Regions from separate parts of the Athene noctua genome. Here region 2 is linked to region 1. Evidence: chromatin contacts called from public Hi-C data. All regions are on one chromosome and are shown on one strand. Each heading gives the region's core, a stretch centred on a gene start, on an enhancer-like site or on the middle of the called end of the contact. The rest is flanking DNA. Distances are from core to core; before and after follow the strand shown. Region 1 holds the start of PPP2R5C (protein phosphatase 2 regulatory subunit B'gamma). Region 2 holds the start of HSP90AA1 (heat shock protein 90 alpha family class A member 1).

Region 1 (7,124 bases), core at 1,687-4,186:
AAACTCAGGCCAAAGCATGACTGCTCAAGTGTTGTAAGGGATTAAAACAAAACAAACAAAAGAATATCCAATATGGCTGGAAAGGACTGTGCAAATATTCCCCTTTCATTGGCATGCTGGACACTTGGCCCAGTTTCAAGCTATTAAATATTATCCAGGTGTTTTACACAAGACTTGAAATTATTTGGTGATTTAACTTTTGCAAGTTTAAACAATTTAATCAATACAGTAAAAAAATGCAAATTGGCTACATGCATTAGTTATTGCCTTTTTAATTACAGAGATAGCCTAATTAGTCTGAACCTGTTCTGGTTTTTGAAAACATCTAGTTTGCACAAAACATGTTCAGAAGTTAATGCAAATACTAATATAGTCATATTCACACTCATATTACATCACCTTATTTACATAGTTAATCCTACTCTGTAGCAGAATAATTAGGCCCACGGTGATGTACCACTGTAGTAAAAATAAGATTTCATCTCAACGCCGCATGAAAATGTACGTCACTTGTCTTATTCTCATATTTTATGAAGACACTAGAGCATACAGATGGATCTATTTTTCTTGTAAACCACCTCCACCCACTGATTTTTTTTTCATATAATACAGTAGGCCTTGAAAAACACAATTGCTTTCTGTTACTGGTGAATAAGACTCTTTCCCCAGCAAGTGAGGTGAGGGGGAGTCAAGTTTTCACAAGAGTTTCTACATCTGTGGTCACAAAGAAAACCTCCTAAATGCTAACTGAGTCAGTGCCATCTTTTGAACCTGTATTCAGTCTGACTTACTGATTCAAGGTTTCCTAACTAACAGCAAAATAAGGACATTTCGATGCTGCTGTTCAGCAGTACTTGGGCAACAACGATACTGACAGAGGTTTTCCATTATTTGGAAAAAACTGTGAGCACTAGCAAGCACAAAGGAGGCCAAGAGCCAATGAGAAACTCATTAAGCTGCTTAAACTGATCTAAATCTAGGCTGTTGAGGTCACATCCCGCCCCCGCTACAAATTTCCACCTCCTTCCTTCGGCCAGTACTAGTGTTTACAGAAGCAGGTGGTGGTGTGCCAGTTCAAGGCAAAAAAAAAAAAATCGGTAAACAACACATCACTTTGGGGGGAGAGTTTTCCACCTGATCAATTCTATGAACTGGTTTAAGAAGCCATAGAATCAGCACCAGAATCAGTGCAGGGAAGGGAGATAGAAACAGCTGGGAATTAAGAGTAGTTTAAGCTTCTATTGAAACTGAAACCTAACAAGAACTGGAAGCTCTTGAGTTTATCCTCAGCTGTACAAACCTTTCATATACTGATCAAACTCCACACTACAGATGGAGGTAGATTTCTTCCCCTTACTCTCTCTTAGTCTGTTCAAAATCCATGTTGTTCTGTCGGTCAGAAGTCTCATTTATTAGTAGTAACTCATTTATGACTGGCTCTTCACAGAAGCACAGTATTGATAACTGCACCTAATTTCTAAATCCTTAAACCAGAGAATATTAGGGAAAGGATAAGAGACAGACATAATTTGTTTTCTAGTGCCTAAGAAGCAGGAAAGGAAGGGGACTGAAGCAAGAGTAAGCAGCTCTCCATAGTAGGCAGACTTCTTTGCAGTGTCTGGAAAAGGGAAAGTTTCTTTGTCCTTTCACCACAACAAAAGCAAAGTGTTCAAATATCATGGTGCAAGCTGATGTTAGGTATCATCACATCAGACACAAGTGGTTATGAGCAATCCTGGTTCCTAAAAATGAGAGCACAGATGCTTGCTCATGCTGGCTTTGAGACTCACAGGTTGGGTAAGACAAGAGATCAATTTCATTTTTATGGTGGTATTTATTAGGCTGTAATTTTTCTATCCTTCAGTAGCACAGCACAATTAGAATTTAATAAGCATGTCCAACCTAAATTTTAAATGCTTTATGTCTTGGCATTATTATGAGTATTAATATTCCCCATGCTTCTTCCTTAGCTAACAGTAATTTGGAGCTTAATCCAGCCATGTGAGAAACAGAGTTTGTAAATTTTCCAGGTGAAGTATGTGAACCTTTCTTCTCTTGCCTAAGAAAATTGCTTGGATTTTTATAGTCTGGCTTTGAGGGATTAAAAAAAGATTTGTTAAAAAAAAAAAAAACAAAAACAAAAAACCAAAAAGTATCTCTGGTACAGGTGGGCATCACAAAACCAAACACATCTGCACCTAAAACCAAGTAAGGGATACTTTTATAAAAACCGGAGTGTAACTATGTGAAGCTCGCCTTTTCCTTATCCATACACTGCACGCATATACTCAAACTGATGACGATCACACTGGATTTGTTTGAGAGGGCCAGCATGCTTCAGATATGCTCTATACTGTTTTGATTCCTTAAACATCTGCCGCTCTCCAGCGACAGGCTCCCGGACCCCACACGGCGGTCCCACCTTTCCCTGCATCCACAACAGCGGAGCCCGTGCCCCTCACTCAAGCGCAGGCTCCGGTAGGCAACTCGGGCTTGGGGGGTGCAGGGACCTCTCACGGGCCACCGCCGGTTGAGGAAGATCCTACCGGATGCCCGGGGCGCTGAGGACACCTCAGGCCACCCCGCCGCTTCCCCTCAAATAGGCGGCGGGCTTGGGGCGCGGGGCCGGGACAGCTCAGCCTGCGGGCCCACCCCGAGGCGTGGCCGGAGCCCCGGGGCCGCCCCACAGCCCCGGGGCGGCGGCCAGACCCGCCGGGGCGACGGGCAGACCCCCCCGGGCCGCGGCCGTCGGGCGCGCAGCAGCAGGGGTGAGGGGCGGGAAGCCGCCGCGGGCCCCGCCTGCGAGATGACGTAACGGAGCGGCGATCACGTGCCGCGGGTGGCCAATGGGGAGGCAGCGGCCCGCTCTCCGCGGGCGGGGGGCGGAGGAGGAAGGGGGGAGGGCCGAGGCCGCCGCCGCCGCCGAGGACGGGGGGAGCGGCAGCGCGGGGCGGGCGCAGCGCGGAGCGGGGCCGCCGGGGGCTGCGCCTCTGCGGCCGCGGCGCGTGGGGCGGCCATGCCGAATAAAAACAAGAAGGAGAAAGTGAGTCGGTGGAGTCGTGGAGAGGGGAGCCCGCGCCCCGTGGGGAGGCTGTGGGGCGCAGGCCCCGCGGGGAGGAGGGGCCTGGGGCAGAACGCGGTGGGGGGCGGTAGCAGCGAGCGGAGCCCGACGCCGAGGGGGCTGGCGGGGCGCTCCCCGCTGCTGGGGAGAGGCGGGCGAGGGGGAGCCCCCTTCCCTCCCCTCTGTATGTTGGCCCCCTTCCTTCCTCCGGGAGCCGAGGACTGGGGAGGGGGCAGCTCCCGGTGGGGCCTAGTCCAGGGAGGGGGGGCCGGTATCGTCTCGTCGGGCCGCGGGGGTACGCCCTGCCGAAGCGGGGGTGCGAAGCCCGCGGTGGGCGGGCGCGGAGTTGGGGGCAGCCGAAGGGAGGGAGGGAGGCCGTGGTTTCGGCGTGCGGGGGAGTGCTGGAGGGAGGGGATGGGAAACGTGTCCTCAGCCGTGCTTGGCGGAAGGGTGAGCTGGGAGGGGGTGTCTCTTACTTTGGGGCCGGCCCGGGTGTGTTGGGGGAGCAGGAAGGGGTGTTTTTCATGGCGGCATGTCGGGGCTGGAGAAGGATCAGTCCCCACAACTGTTTGCCCGGACCCTGTCCCGGGAAGTTTCCCTGCTGCGTGGCTCTGGCTGCAGTTGAAGTTCTGCTTGGGGGATTCACCATAAGCACTCAAGGAGCACTAATCGCCACTCGAAATATTTTCACCCCCTTTTCCTGGCAGTGGGAGAGGATGTAGCTTTGGCCTCGCTTTGCCTCGGTTTTCCCTGGCACTCCTAGGAGTGAATTGTCTGGCAGCCACGAAGGGGTCTTGCACAAGTAATGGGCGCAGAAAACTTAAAATCCAACAGAAAGTTAACTGGATTGCACTTTATTTTATGTGATAAGCAATTAGCCTTATGAGTGGAAGTCAGAAACAGTGAAGTATACAATCTGCCTCGTCCAGCTGCTGTCCCTCTAGACCTTTTCGGTTAGGTTGACTTACGCTTGTTTTTAGCTTTTCAACATAGTTTTAAAATTAGCTGTAGCGAGGTTGGGTGTCGTGGTTTGTGGAGTTTTGTTTGGTTTAACTTTTTCCCAATAGCCTTGCCACCTTTGGTATTAAAAACATTCAAACTTTTCTTTACTTTTCTGAGAATAACAAATCTCAAAAATATGCTAAGTTAAGTGCAATGTTGGGAGGGAGAAATCTGACTTGTGGGCCTGCTTCTAAGACTTTCTAGACCCTAGAACAGACAAAATAACGGGTTGTAAAATGCCTACTGCACTGATACTCGTCTCAAAACTAAACTAACTATAAATATTCCTGAAGCTAAAAACCAAAGACTGCAAGGGTGAGTTCTTAGACATGGTTCAAATCACATTCATTGTCCCTGCCTGCTTGCCTATATGAAAGCTTAGCTTGATATATTTTATGGGTGAATTTTGAGGCATAAATAAAATTCCAAAACCTTTCTGCAGATGAAAAATGTTTAAAGCAGCTTTGTAGAGGCTGATAGTTCAGTATTAAGATCTTCCAATAAAACAGTATTGTTTTCATCCTGTCAATGTTAATATTTTTAATGTCAAAAGACCCCTAATTTCTTGACTTGAAAATCTTATCCAGAACTCTTTTCAAAGTAACTGAGACTGCAAACTTTTTTTTTAAGGAACCTGCAAAATCAGTCAAGAGTGGAAAAAGTGGCAAAGATGGACAAGATAACCAAGAACATGAGGTAAATATTACTAAAATATGGGGTTTTTTTCCCAACTATTAAGGAGTATTTTAATTTTTTTACATTGTTATAATTTTGATATGACATGTGGCTTTGAGGGAAAGTGGCTGTTGAACTAGCCCTGGTATTTGACAAAAAATGTTTTGAAGGCTTAAGATGCTTTTGAGGAAGTTAATTTTATTTAAAATAGTTAAATGCTTGCTTGCTACAGTCTTAAATATTCATTTATTTCCTTTTTGATTGAGGTGTACATCTGTCTTATTTTCTACACATCATGAGGTTTCGGGCTTGTCTTCTAGTTGCTGATTGCAGTTTTTATCATTCTCTGTAATTCCCAGAACTCTCTTCTCTCAAACTGTTTGCATGTCATTTAAGTGTCAGTAGCCTGTTATATTGTCAGGAGACCTTAAGCTTAATCAAAGGCTGCCAGTTGTTTTATTGTGTGATTTCTTTTTATAGGTATACAATGGAGTGTTCAATTTTTGAACTGAATATTCTGTTGTTGATGCTGATTTTTTTTTTTTCCTTCTTTTTTCCTTTTGCATTGCTGTCTGTTTTGCCCACCAGCAAAGTGCAGTGACTTGAAAGGGGTCAATTAAGTCATTGTTCCCTCCCTTTCCCACATGAATCCAGAAACTCGAATTAATAGATTTGCTTCGTTTGAAAATCTCCTGTTTAGGTGGATTCTGAAATTTCCTTTAGTACCAGCCTGAATGTAAAATGCTACACTGAAAGGCTTGTGTATGTATTTCAGCTTCTAAACTACATGTCTTAATACTGAAAGGTAATGTTTAAGAACAAAATACTCATCCAGCTTTACCGTTTTCCTTCCCTGAAATAACTGTTGGGGTAGGTGGGTGGGAATATTTACTGTACTCTTTCTGATGCACTTCAGTGAGTTCTCATTTGTTGTGCAGAAAGCTGCATGCCACTGTCATAAATTAATAAGATCGTTAAAACTTGTAAACTTCTTGTAAAAGTAGTATTTTAGTGATTGAGTTTTGGTGGAGGGTACCTAGCTACTAGGAGTGATCTTAGCTACTAGGAAAGCTCATAAGCTGAAATAAGGAATGTTTCAGTGTAGATAATGGTGTAAGTAGATGTAGTTTATTGTGATATGTTCTGTCTTTATACTATATTGCTGTGATGTTAAAAATGAGTATTACTTCTTGGCTGTAATTTTAGTTAATGTGCAGTTGTAAGGCTCATTATTGGCATCTTTGCTTATTTTCTCAAGCTTCTGGATAACAAGCTGCTAAGACCAAAACTGATTTTCTTATTCCTTCTTCATACTTCAGGATGGAGTGTAAAGCTTCTATAGTTAGTCAGTGGAGAGCTTTAAACATTAACTGAAAACGTGTATGGAGTTTTGTTTGTAATTTCTGTGTTTGCAGATCAAGCTTTTTTTAACTTAAAATATGAGAGATGCATCTCAATAGGAGAACATGTTGTAGTGTTCATGCATTCTTCTTCTTCAGTTGTCCTTCCAGGTAGAATTCCCAAGGAAAAGTGCAGTTTACTTATGTTATCTATGATGCTTAACCATATGGAAGGCGACACAGAATGGGAAGGGGACTGGGAATGTGATTGGCACATACAGTATGATTGCCATTCCCAGTGGGCATTATTTAGTCTCCATACAATTTTGAACACCTCAGTGCTTGACTCATTAATTTAATTAATAGAGTAATTGCACACAAATAGTAATGTAGACTTGCATTCTAATGTGGCTGGCTGTAATCATGATGTGTGTTAGCTGGTGCTTATATGAGCTATTTGTTAACATAGTGAAGATTAGGAAATATAGAAATATTCTAGAACACACAATACACTTTTAGGGGTTTTTTTTCTTTGAAGAAGGTTGTCTTCATGTTTCCTTGTACATGTATTTTAACATGGCTTTTTAAAAATCCTCTTCTAGACTATGAGTAGATTTGGAAATATGCTGGTTCATTTAAATGTTTTTCTCAAAATGCATTTAATGCATATGCATTTAATGCAAATGAATTTAATGTAAATGGCAGACTGTAAAGACTAGAAGCTGCCTGCTATTCAAAGAACAGGGACAACACAAGCAGAAGCAGCCCACAAATACTTTATTTATAGACACTTTTATATCACTTAACTAAATTCATGATGCCTTGGACTTCTATAGATAAAAAAGTACAACAGATCCTAATATTTACAAAAATGAACAAGTGTTTTTCCTGTCTTGCAGTAAGGGAAATGAGATTTCAGTTGAGTGAAACTGTACAACAGATTCAGAAAGTGGTTGAAATGATTCTTCTTACGCCAGGTCAGGATGCCCATGCTGGAAGTGGGTAAAAATTACTTAAGCTGATGCTTGTTTTGGTTTGAGAATTAC
Region 2 (7,124 bases), core at 1,920-4,419, 170 kb after region 1:
AGCAGTCGACTAGGCTTTGGCAAATTGCAAAACATGCCTTTTTAAAAAAGGCACTGCTGTTATCAGCAGTTTCTTTGATGCTGGGAAAACATAAGCTTCTGTGTACATTAACAGCCTTACAGACATACTTCCTCAAGCTTACAGTACCCAGGCATGTATTTCAGGCATGCTTAAAGAGATTTTCACTTAATTAGTCTGTTCATGTGTTATCTTTCAAGTTTCTGTAAAGGAGTTGTAGAGTATACAAAAGTATTTGTTTGCATAACCCTTTAAAAGCTGAGTCTTCATTATAATGTACTATTCACTTACACATTCCCTTATCATGTATCAACAGCTAAAACTGGAATGGTAAAGGAACAGCTGTGCCTGTGCTTGACCTGACACGTGACTAGTACCACACGTTTATCTGCTATGTTTGCTGTTTTCAGTGTATGGACTTAAGTATCTGAATGCCAGAAATCTTTAGAAAGTGTACTTGAGTACAAACATTTAGTACTGACCGTTATCAAGCCTGACAGTGAAAGATCCTCCAGCTGATGACTCCCAAGCATACTGCTCATCGTCATTGTGCTTGGTGATCACTGTCACTTTCTCAGCAACCAGGTAGGCAGAGTAGAAGCCAACACCAAACTGACCAATCATGGATATATCAGCGCCTGCCTGCAGTGCTTCCATGAAAGCCTTGGTACCAGACTTGGCAATAGTACCAAGGTTGTTAACCAGGTCAGCTTTGGTCATCCCTATGCCTGTATCCACAATGGTCAGAGTGCGATCATGCTTGTTTGGAATCAGGTTAATTTTCAGGTCTTTTCCAGAATCCAGCTTGCTTGGGTCAGTCAAGCTCTCATATCTTATCTTGTCCAGAGCCTGAAAGAGAAGAGTTATAGAATGGTTTGGGTTGGAAGGGACCTTAAAGATCATGTAGTCCCATGCCATGGGCAGGGACACCTTCCACTAGCCCAGGCTGTTCAAAGCCCTGTCCACCAACCTGGCCTTGAATGCTGCCAGGCAGGGAGGCATCCACTACTTCTCTGGGCAGCCTGCTTCAGTGTGTCACCACCCTCACAGTGAAGAATTTATTCCTCCTATCTACTAAATCTACCTTCTTTCAGTTTAATGAGGCAGGCTTTAACATTCCCTGATTATTCCTAAATATTTCACTAGTCTATTGACATGAACCCGGCTAGGAGTTAAGGTACTTACATCTGATGAATTGGAGATCAGCTCCCTCAGAAAGATTTCCTTGTTGGAGTAAAAAGTGTTGATGATCAGAGACATCAACTGAGCAATCTCAGCCTGGAAGGCGAAGGTCTCCACCTCCTCCTCCATTGGTTGATCTTGAGTTTGCACAGCTTCCGGCATCTGTAACGAGAGGGGCAGTTGAAATCCCACCCTGAACAGCTCAGTGTCCATGTGCTTTTGCAGGCGGTGACAGACAATAGCATACCGAGATAAAAAAATTTAACTGTGTAGGTTCAAATACAGAACCATAAGAAAACACAAAACACTCCAAAAACCCCAGATCTTATTTCCTATCGGTATTCAGGAATTTTAGGGAATGCAGAAACTAGATACAAGATTTTAACTGCGAATTTGCTTTGCACCATATCGGGTAACAGATCTTTTCCTTTCCCTTAATTTACAGATTAATGTACGAAGCTTACTTCCCCTCATCACAGGCCAAACACACATTACAAGAAAGTAAAATGCAACTGAGAACTCTGCCCGGCACGGGATGTTAATTGCATTACTCTCTAGCCGATTCTCACAGTACAGTCTCTATTCGGGGTGCCTTCCTGTTCTTACGTCCCCCTCATATTTGGCTCACACAACTCACTTTATTCAGATGCAGACGCGATCCACAACTACAACTTAGGTACCAATACGGTCCAGCCGAACTCGTCCCTGCCCTACACGGACGGATTAACCGAACCAGCTCGGCCTCCTGCTGCCTACAACAGCCTTTGCGCGAGTCAAGCCTCAGGAGCAACAGATTCAACTCAAAATGCAGTATCTCTCTCAACCATTCCCCCACTTCAATCGCTACCAAATGAACGGAGACCAAGCGCAATACTGCAATCCTCCACCACAACGCTACCCAAGTTACGAAATAATAAATTAAGTCCCTGGGGTAGGGGCCGGCGCCCGTTCCGCTGCTCCGAGCGGAGCCGCGGGCGGGAACTGCCGCCCCGCAGCGCCCCCTGCAGGCTCTCGCCGGAAGCAGGAAAGATTCTAGAAACTGCCAGAGCCTTCCCCGCCCGCCCCCCCCCCCCCCCCCTCGTCAGCACCAGCCCGGCGCGCCCCCGCCCCCCCGCGAGCGGGGTGCACCGCCGAACCGCCCCTTCCCCCGCTCCTTCCCCACGCCCGCCCCAGCCGCCTGCCCGGTCCGGATCGCCCGCCACAGCCCCTCCATCTTGCGCTCTCGTGGCCGAGCGCCCATTCATTAGCAGCGAAGCTCCCTCCCTGTCCATCCCCCTCGCGACTGCTCCTCCGCACCGAACCGGAATCGGGTCACTCTTCCCCCCCCGCCCGCCCCCCCAGCCATGCGAAGGGGCTGCTACCCCCCCAGGAAACAAGGGGTATTTTTTTCTGCCCGCCAACTACGCCCCCCCCCGCCCCGAGCTCTGCTAGCGGAAGAAACCCCCCTTCCCCCAGGAGCTGCCCGCCCGTTCTTCCCCCTCACCCCCACGCGACTTCAGGAACAAAAAGGAAAAAAAAAAAAAAAAAAAAACAACTAAGAAAAAACCGCGCTTGAGCGACACCAGCACCTCATCCCCTCACAGTCATACTCACACTTCCAAGACCCAGCACCCCTCCGAGCTCACTCTTCCCTTAACGAGAACTAGAAAGGGAAGAAGAAAAGGCGCGTCCTGCACCACGCGGTCCCCCGGATCCCCCCCGCACCCCCAGTATAGCACCGCGCGGAGGCGCGCACCAGCCACCACCGGAGAAACGTCTCTTCAAAAGAGCCATCCCCTGCCTACAACCGGCCACGGCTACAGCCGCCCCACCGCTCACCTTTGCAGGGGGGAAGGGCTGCTGCTCTCCTCGCTGAAGCTGCTCACACACTCTACCCGAACGGCTGCACCTCCACTAATGCGCGCACCCCGCCGCCCGCTTGGCTTATATAGGCCCGGCGCCGCCTCCTTCCAGAACCATCGGGAACCTTCACTGACAGGCACGGGGGAGGGGGCGGCACGGGGAGGGGGCGACGGGGGGAATGCGGGCGGAGACTGACGGCCGCGCCGCCGGGGGGCGGGGCCGGCCCCCCCGCAGCCAATAGCAGCCGGCCGCGTCAGAGCGCGGGTCTGGCGCAGGCGCCGTGCCGGCCGGGGCGGGGGCGGGGCTGCGCGCATGGCCCGGCGGCCGGCGGGGCGCGCGCCGTCCCCATTCGCCAACCGCCGGCGGGGCCGCGGCCGGGGGAGGCGGTGGCGGGCGGGCGCATGCGCGGTGGTGCCGCCCGCCCGGGGTGGCCGTTGGGCGCGCGCGGCGCCGAGGGGGAGGGCACCGGGGGGGTTGCGCAAGGGGCCGGTGACGTCATTGGCGGCCCTCCGCTTCTCAGAACGTCCTAGAACCGGCAGGGCCGCGCGCCGCCCGCTCACCCCCCGCCGCTTGCACCCCCGGCCCCGCCGCGCCGTGAGAAGGGCCTGGAAGGGCCGGGGCTCCCCCGCTCGCTCCCGGCGGGACAGGGACAGGGGCCGGGGCGCGGGGCGGGGGCCGCCTTGCCTTCTTCGGCCTCTCGTCTCCGCTTCGCAGCCGCAGCGGCGGCCCCGGGCGGGTGGGTCGCGCCGGGCGGTGCCCCGCAGGCCGGTTGTGCAGGTGGCTGCGGCGCTGCTTTCCCTTCAGGCCGCGGCTGCTGGGCGGGAGCGCCGGGCACCGCGCCCCTGCCCGGGGAGCCGGGTGGGAGCCGTCTGCTCTGCCAGGCGTAGCTGGGTGAGTCAGGGCGCGGGGATGCTGTGGTAAAGCGTTTCGCCTGATCAGGGAAAACAAAATCGCTTCTCTCACAACAAGTATCAGTCTGCAAGTTGAACCAAACCGTGCCTCTTGGTCCTTGTATTTGTTCAGGATAAAAAGAGTCAAGGGATCATATCCAAGAAGCTCAGAAGACCTACATAGCTATGCAGTTACTTAAGGATTTAAGTGCTAATAGTAGACATGAGATGGATGCCAACGTCGGTCGGTTTGTTAACAGCCCGGAGGGATTCTCAACCTGGACGTGGCTTTTGCCGTCTAATCTGCGGGAAATTTCAGCTGATGTTCAAAGGGCGCAGCTACAGATAGCTTTATACATACATTTATACATCTTGCATAAAGGCTGTGATAAGTACGTGTCTCATTATACCCAGCTGCTCTGTGATTACAGCATTTAGCAGCAGAGTTATTTTTATATCCTGAACGACCTGATTGGGAGCAGGGAGTTAAATGCAGGTCTTCATGTCTCAGGAGGATTCTCTGCATCACATGTGCAGCAGGCTTCTAAAACTTTCTTCTTGGAGCTGATCCACTTTTTGAGATATAAATACCAAGTGAAGCTACATGTTACAACTGTACATTGATGTAAGCAGGAATCTAGACCATCTCCCTGGTCTAAAGAATAGCTCTTTGAGGAATAAAAAGGATGTTTCTGTAGCAAAAATTCATTCCAGGTGCAACTTTTTGGCATTTTCTGTTGGCTCTTAGATGCACCCCAGGCTGCTATCTGGTTCAACATCTGACTGACCTTTGGGAATGGAATTTTTATATGGTTAACCTGGCCTTCTCCCATTAAGCATCCCAAAATAACACTGTGTAGCGTACCCCATGAATTAATCATTACAATAGTGAGGTCCATTAATGCATTTAACTAAAGATCCTCATGCTGAATTTAACATTCTTAACATCTGTTATCCTGCAGTTCGGCCTAGACAAGAAAATCCGATTGAATTGGGGCCTACAGAATTGATTTGGTTGCAGCATCATGTCTTTCAGGGAGTTGTCAGATAATGAGAAGTACTGAGAAGAAGATACATTAAGTATGCATGTAAGACATCGCGTAGGACCTGTCAAGGAGTTAAAATCACAGCTTGTTTCATTGCAGTTTTTGCAGTGTCTGGATCAGTATCTGCATTGGTGCAATGACTTACAGGACTCTGCCCTTCTAGATAGTGGTGTTACAGCTCTTGACCCGAATGGTTGGTCAAAATACAGGGTCCTGTGGGTTATTTTAATTACAAGGAAAAAATAATTGTAGTGTCACCAGTAACAGAGTGTATAGATGAGCAGCAGCACACAGGAGAAATCAAACTGTAAGAGTGAGGTTATTTGCTCACAGTTCTAAGCCACTGAAAAAGCTGGATTTTGGCCAACACTCAGCCTAGAAAGTTCTGTGCTTATGTCTGGGTAAGCACCTTTTTGGTGCTTACTCTGGCTGGTTTTCTGTACCTTCTTTGAGTCTGATTTTGCGGTGCTTCTCGAGGCATTTATTTTCCTTTCTCTCAAACACACACCCTGCTACAGAATAAGCACCAAAATCCTTTCTTGAGTATGACGTGTTCCTTTCTTTGCATAGTGACTCTGATTTCAATGGTCTGACAGCTGCTTTGGTTGTCTGCTTCTGTAAAGCAGCTTAATGGCTTTTTACCACTATCCTAATAAAGTGTGGCAGTTATACCCAAGCATAACAATGTAACTTCCATGGTTTTCTTGGATTAAAAATAGTTCTGGTATAGTATAAATTCTATAGGACATGCCTTTTGGGCGGAAACACTCTTACATTCAGATTCCATTAACTGAAATATTTTCTGACATTTATTTGGGTTAAAATAACTTTGTATTTTAGAAAACTGCTAAACTATAACAATTTATGGAAATCTGTCCTAGCATTTTTTCCAGTAAAATTATTTGTGTGCCCTCCTTTTGAGATGTCCAAAATTTTAAGAGTGCCACTTCTATCAAAATATTCAAGATGTTTTTCTTAAGAAAATCTTTTTCATTCTAATCTCTTTGATTACTGTGGATTCAGTTATTCAGACTTCGGGATATATGTAATTTTAAGCATGTGAAGACCTATGAAAGGTTTTGCATATGTCTGCAGGATTATATGCCTTTATACTGTCTAAATGTAGCAGTCATATAATTCTGTTTCTCTTTTGTGATCTTGTTCAGTCTTCAAAAGCAGAATGATTTCTTTGTCAAAATTGTTTGACAAGTACACCAGGAAAAGTAATCTTACACCAAACCGTCCAAGTTTTCCCAGCTCTGCTTAACCCAAGTTCCTGTGTGCCTGTGTAAATATTTTCTTCATGACTTGTGAATAATCTATATTGGTTTTGTTCTGTTATGCAGTGAGAGCTAGTATATAGATAGGCACTTTGTTCCTATGGTTACTGATCTCAGTTTTGTATGCTTCAGTTTTAGGCTGAAAAGACTGGTCCCAGACTTGGTTTCTGTCAGTTAATTTTGGGGGAAAATCTGAGCAAAATAGTTCAATTTTTTCAACCAAGAGGTCAATATACTTACACATTTTAACAAATGGCTCTGTTAACAAGGGAAATGCTGAAGCCTGGTTATTTTCAAGTCCTACATTCACACACACTTGTTCCCTCCCATATCCCCTAGATGCCCCTGACCGCTCTCCTCATCATCCTAAACCCATCAATTCTTCACCTGCCTGCCTTTAATATTCTGCGTGAGCGAGCAGCAGTACCTTCTAGGGCTGGGGCACGCAGGTGTGCTCAGTGGCCAGCTAGCCGTTGCCTCCTAGCCGTTAGGCCAGCCAAACAGGGAGGATAAAGCTGAATTCTCCCTGCCCTGCCCTGCCCTTCAAAAGAGGCAACAAGAGCATGTGTCTCTGCTGCCCACCTACTGATTTTTGCAGACTTTAATATCTCTGATCTCTGTTCTTTTGTTAATTTTGATTGAATTGATTAAACCGGTCAAAATTATTAGGGTGGGACTGATCAATCATGATGCTATTGCATGTGCTTTATTTCCTTAGGAAACTAAACTGAAAACATTCTTCATTCTTTTCTAATAACTGTTGTAGCCAATGTCTGAGGGTTGGTTACATGGGATTTCATTTTTTCCAGTAATACAGTATTAAAATAAATAACATGGGGCAACTGCTATTTACTCAGTCAGATTTA

The links. A called contact is a pair of places that touch in the nucleus more often than the background predicts.
Region 2: a contact with region 1 is called in a Hi-C map of heart, with 3 times the contacts expected there. The contact joins the promoter of HSP90AA1 here to the promoter of PPP2R5C in region 1. A contact is called at or near these places in 2 of 2 Hi-C or Micro-C datasets (heart and liver).

What each region holds. Positions count from the first base shown.
Region 1 is chr6:40,501,590-40,508,713 of bAthNoc1.hap1.1, forward strand. It overlaps PPP2R5C (protein phosphatase 2 regulatory subunit B'gamma), which reads left to right and starts at 2,937. Exons shown (of 16, transcript XM_074908674.1): 1 at 2,937-3,043; 2 at 4,694-4,759. The coding sequence starts at 3,017.
Region 2 is chr6:40,668,556-40,675,679 of bAthNoc1.hap1.1, forward strand. HSP90AA1 (heat shock protein 90 alpha family class A member 1) reads right to left here and starts at 3,170. Exons shown (of 11, transcript XM_074908678.1): 1 at 3,019-3,170; 2 at 1,204-1,362; 3 at 501-867. The coding sequence starts at 1,362.